2 separate regions of the Mus musculus genome follow, and region 2 is linked to region 1. A link is a contact called in public HiChIP or PLAC-seq data. All regions are on one chromosome and are shown on one strand. The core of a region is the stretch at or near the end of the contact, and the rest is flanking DNA. Distances in the headings are between cores, read along the strand shown. Region 1 has its middle 17 kb from the start of Jun. Region 2 has its middle 5.0 kb from the start of Gm12708.

What was found. HiChIP or PLAC-seq counts read pairs in DNA pulled down with a chosen protein or histone mark.
Region 2: a BATF HiChIP or PLAC-seq map of CD8 T cells shows a contact between it and region 1, with 5 read pairs. The contact joins two enhancer-like sites. A contact is called at or near these places in 1 of 39 promoter capture datasets (neutrophils) and 4 of 115 datasets of contacts at active chromatin or transcription factors (CD8 T cells, bone marrow-derived macrophages, embryonic forebrain and 1 more).

What each region holds. Positions count from the first base shown.
Region 1 is chr4:95,034,280-95,037,114 of GRCm38.p6, forward strand. No RefSeq gene overlaps it. Among named protein-coding and RNA genes, the nearest start is that of Jun, 17 kb to the right of the region's middle. Within about 2 kb of position 1,357, at least 12 of the 459 cell types and tissues checked have an H3K27ac peak or open chromatin away from gene starts, as enhancers often do. A contact at or near this core is called in CD8 T cells, where this site is marked.
Region 2 is chr4:95,186,874-95,189,708 of GRCm38.p6, forward strand. No RefSeq gene overlaps it. Among named protein-coding and RNA genes, the nearest start is that of Gm12708, 5.0 kb to the right of the region's middle. Within about 2 kb of position 1,403, at least 31 of the 459 cell types and tissues checked have an H3K27ac peak or open chromatin away from gene starts, as enhancers often do. A contact at or near this core is called in CD8 T cells, where this site is marked.

The DNA.
Region 1 (2,835 bases), core at 107-2,606:
GGTATTCCCTGTAAGCTCTCTGTGTCACAGGTGCTACTCAGGAGTGAGCCATTGCTGAGCTGTTGGAATCTTACAGTATGGCAGCTTGAATATGTAATGTCTTCTACAGTTTCCTTGTCAACTAGTAGTCGTAGGACCTTTGGGGCCGGAGGCCTATGTGCAGAGGTAGACCCATGGGCATCCTATTTTCCTTTCTGTTGCTGTGATAAAACACTCAGATAAACACTGCATGGAAGAAAGGTTTACTTGGCTTACCCATCATTGAGTGGGGTAGGGTTAAGGCAGAAACTCAAACAGCCAGTAACGTCACACCCACAGTCAAGACCAGAGACAAACCAACACTTCTATGCTTGCTTTCTGTCACACACCTTTCCTCTGACTTCTCTACCTTGAGTGAAACTCAGTGCATAGGAAAATGGTAAGAAGACCCACAATGGGGTGAGTCTCCCTATACCAAGTTAACAGTCAAGAGAATCCCCTCCCCCCATAGAAATGCCCACAGGCCAACCTGATCTAGATAATCCCCCCACGATTCTAGGTTGTGGCAAGTGGACATGTTAAAAATATTACACTGTGGCTTTAGAGGCTGGGTTCTGTGTTTCTTGATCGGCTAAGATGTTAATGTTGCAGCTATGATGAGAAGAGCTGATCCGGGTGCCATAATGGACCATGAACCAAAAAGAACATCTCTCTTAAATTATCGCTATCAGGTATCTGTCACATCAACAAGAAAAATGTGACCACATCATCCACAGAGGTAGTGTGATGATGATACCAAGAGCTTGATCTTCAAGTAAAATCTTGTTCCTGTTCCTCAGAGTCCCAGGACTTTTAAATAATCACACTGCCTCAGTTCCTTCATCTGGGATGAAATCTATAAGGCTTATGTGAAGAAATGCAAACATAGCTCTGTCACAAGAGCTACAGAAGAAACAGTGGTCTCTCAGAGCCAGGGATTCATGCTTGTACATTAATATAAAGTAGTGAGGCCTTCAGGAAGAGACTGTTCTTTGTTAACTGCCATATAACTCCTGAGGTGGTTGAAGACTAGAGGGCTTGGGCACTAAATTTGGTCATAGAGTATTATGCTGAACTCTTGGAATTCCTGCGCTGTATATGGAGACTTCCCCTGAGAGAACTCTTAAGTCCCAACTCTATGGGTCTCCTCTCTACTTCTAACACTTATCCTTGAAGAGGACAGGCCCACACCTTGACATCACTGACTAATTCTTTCAGGTGTCAGCTGAAAGGTCACTTCCTAGGGAAGCCTTTTGTAGTGACTAAGCTGAGTAAATCCCCTCATTGCCCTGCCCCCCACATCTCTGGTAGTGCTTTTACTACATCTGTGGTACACCACCGCTTGCTCTGACCCTGCAGTCCTTTACAAAGAGCAAAGCTCCATTGGGCCAGTGAGTCACATCTGTTTAATAGGTCTTTTTCCTTATTTGACAAACTCAACTTCAACTATTTGGTCTGAAAATAGTTGAGGTTTGACTGACAGGCACTGTGAATCATATTTACTTTAGTCCCTGATGTTGCCACTCACCAAAACACCATCTTACCATTTTAATGGCCAACTTTTATTCATTCCTTTAAGATGCAAGTCCAAGTACCTTCTACAGACAGGGAGAAGTTAATGAACTCTACTACACAGGTATTTGTTCTCAGTCCCCACTGTATTCACTGCTATGATAGCAGCCAACATGCTGAATGATGTTAGTCTCTCTCTTTCTCTCTCTCTCTCTCTCTCTCTCTCTTTTTACTTGCTCTCTCTCTTCCAGGATTATTTACCTCTTTCTTGTTTACTTCAATAAATGTGGGATGAAGGAGTAGAATGAACACCATCTTTTGTAAGCATGGTGGGAAATCAATCCCATATTAATGTCTACTTTTCTTCTCCCATGGGTGTGGCCAAATACTTGACACAAAGGACATAAAGGGATAATAGTTTATTTTGGTTTATAGTCTCAGGGAATATAGCATATCATGGGGGAAAGTAGGCATGATGGCAGTAGCATGAGTTGATTGGTCACATTGTGTCCATAGTTGGGCAACAACAGTTTGTTGTCATGTGGCTTCATCCTTTTTCCTAATCATATTAACACTTCAACCCATGAGATGATGCTGTTAACATTCAGAGTAGATCTTTCCTCTCCCTCCCAGAAACCTCTTTGGAATCTCCTTCAAAAGACATACCCAGAGGTGTGTCTTCTAGGTGTTTTCAAATGTAGTTAAGTTGACAGTGAAGATTAGCTATCACAGTAGTCTAACATGGAAAGGTTGTAAGGCCATTTGTGACACAAATTACTCACCCTACCCTATTTTAGCCCAGACTTGTCTCAGTACACACAATAGAGATCAGTCTGGTGTAGAGTTTTCACAGTTGTAACACTGGGACCTTCCGCTCACGTATGCTTAAAGCCAATTTTTATTACTAGGGGTTTTCAGGTCCTTCTCGCATATCTCAGATCCTGGGTGTTATGATATTTGATTCATTTCAAGAAGGGGGAAATTTTGGTCATGGGGTATTAGGCTGAACTTTGTGAATCTCTGCCCTGTGTATGGAGCCTTTCCCTGAGGGAGGTCTTAAGTCTTAACTGTATGGATTTCCTTGCTACTTCAAACATTCACCTTTAGTGTCTCCTCATGATTCAGTCATGATAACAGTTTGTTTCATCCTCTTTTCTGCTTTTACTGTTTGTTATGTTCAACAGTCACCAAAGAGATAGGCTTAAGCATTACGTGTTTTCTGTTTGACCTTCCAGACCAATTCCCTATCTTCTCCTCCCTAGATCTTGATTTTTCTTTGAAGATCTCCTCCAACCTCCCTACATG
Region 2 (2,835 bases), core at 153-2,652, 150 kb after region 1:
CCCCAGGGAACTTCTGAGATTATTATTACTGAATAGAAATGGAAAGAAGTTCCAACTTGTGTTTCTGTCCCTCTTGGTAGCTGTCATGTGTAACTTTATGTACCTTTTCCATAATGACTGCTTTTCAAGCCGTCCACTGTGAAGGAAGGTAGGCCTACACACACATGCACACACACATTTCCTTGGGGTCTTTTATTGTATATATCTCTGTTTGAACATAAAAAAAAATCACTCTCTCCAAACTCTTCTGTTAAAATGTATACCCCAGGAAGCTGTAATTCACTTAAACACAGGATTGTTACACCTTCCCCCAGATCCCTGTTGTCCCAGGAAGACCAGCATCACTCCATCTGGTGCTCTTTGACCCCGGCTCTGGGGATTTTTACCTTTACAGAGATTCATCCACCCACACTCAGAGCCACACCTGGGTTATATCTTGGAAAGCTTCATTCCACCCATGATGTCTCAAATAACAAGGTCCCATTCCCTGACCCTTGGTCCTATCTTTCAAAGCTCACTGGATTGGCTCTTTGACCATCTCCTGCTTTCCAGGCTCCTGCATCCATCTTCCTTTCCCTCTTAGACTTTAAGATCTCCTAGGCTTCTTAATCTTGGAGATCACCGAAGCTTCCCCCCACAGCAGTGAAAGGTGAACGTACAGCATGAGCAAGCAAGGAGCTGTATGTAAATGAGCCATTTCTGTTCATTTGTCTTTGCATCATGACCTTTCTCTTCCTGACCTAGGCACCTACCTTCCAGGGACACACAAACATGAATGAGTCTGTGTAAATATGGTTGGCCGGGTACCTGGACCAGAGTAATTGCTACTGAAACACAAGTTCTTACTCTCATCGTGAAATGATCGTAGGGGCCACACATGTTACCTTGTAATGTGTCTGAATACTTCTCTGGTGAATCGAGATTCCAAATGCTGTCTTCACCCCATCTCAGTTTCCCCAAAATTTTTTTGTCTAAATTTATCTGCAGTTTTCCTGTCTGATTAATTTTTCTTCTGGATTCAGAACCAGTTGGGTTCTGTCTCTTGACCTCAGGAATTAGAGTGCAGAAGTTGGACCAGCAAAGATTAAACATTCACTCACTTATCCACTCACTCATGCATGCCTCCCTTCTAAATAGGAAGGGATCTAAAGAACAGTGAGTTGAAGATTGAGACCGGAAGAGTCAACTAGGTCAGACCTAGTTTTCTTTTCCAAATGAATGCACCTCATCTCTTGCTATTGCTCACCTATCTAAGTATATCCAGCAACAAAGATGTGAAAGTAGGAAGGCTGGGCTGCTGCTGCTGAATCAGGCCATTTTGTCACCATCCTTGGTTATAGGGAGGAGAGTACCAGAGATGAGTCACTGGTGGCTGTCTTCTGAGGAGATAATGAAGCAAAGCCAGAGTGACTTATATTGCAGCCACAGACAGACAGACCGATAATGGCATTTCTTTCCTCCAGACAGTCTCCTCAGCGGCTGCTGATGACTAAACCTCCCCACCCACCTCATGGGTGTGGCTTGTAGGTAGCTTAGCACCCAGGGTTGATGTACGTGACATTAGGGGAAAAGTCACAGGTACTTGCAGATATGAGTCTCAGGGAATTTTCCCCTGAACCCTTTACCTGTCAGTCAGGTACATATGTCTTTTACAGGCTCAATAGCCACCCATTCCATTTTTGAGAAATTGACTTGGAGACAAAACAGGCTCCTGTTGACAGGGCTGTGAAGAGAAAAAACAGATGGACCATTCTAGGATAGTCCAGTAATCCCAGCTGATGATCTGAGGAACTTTGTGGCCCATGTCAAAGTGGCTTGCCTATTAAGTACTGTAGGTGTAGGTACAATACCCACTTGCAACCAAAGAGAGAAATCGGGTTTGCATAGAGTACTGAGATATTTGCCTTTTCACTAATATAGTTGTAAGATATAAATTTATATATTTGCCTTCCTAAGGAAAAGGAGTCTACAAAAACAAAAGTGTTGAAGGCTGTGAAACCAGAACACAGCTCTGCCTGGTCATCTCCTGGGTCTGGTCTCCCTTCTATTGAACTTAGCTCCTGACAGCTTCGACACCATTTCATCCCCAGGTCCTTGGGAATTCTTCTGGAACCATCCTTTACTTACACAGCAAGCTGCCTGCCTGTGCAGTGTAGAGCACACAGAATTCCCAGGGCTACATTCAGCATCCTAACCTTCTACCGGTTTCCACTTTGAGCTGTTCTCCGCCCCATCACGACCAGCTCTCTCTGGTCAGAAACAATGCAGCCCACATGCATTGTTCCTGGGACAGGCTGAGTGAATCTTGTGTGCCGGTGGGTCTTTGTACACCCAGGGTCACTTTGCTTCAAAGGTACCATTCCCCTTCCTGCCCACAGGCCCTCATTTACAGTGTGGCTACTTAATTGGATAGATCCCTGTACAAACTAACACTCTGAGGTCCTTGTTCAAATATCATCAGGATGGCTGAGCAGAGCATCCTACCATGTGTGTAGCTTTCTGCGCTCAGAGCCCTCTGTATGACTGCGCACATCATGAGCCTCTCAGGCTAGAAGCCAGGGTCTGGACCCACCATTCCTTTTCCCACCTCACCTCAAATATCATCTGCCTTTCTCTCCCAAACAAATGGTGGCAAGGCATGACGTGTGGTGCATCTCAGAGCCAACTCATGCTGCCATTGGTATATCTTTATTTTGCAGATGGGCAAGTTGATGCAAGCTGTCATTTGAACTGAGTTTCCGAATACATGGCTTGAATTCCCACTGCCTGGGCTCTGAGCCAATCTGAACTGGTTCTTTTCTTTCATCTGTCCTCTTACCTCTGAAGATCCCAGGC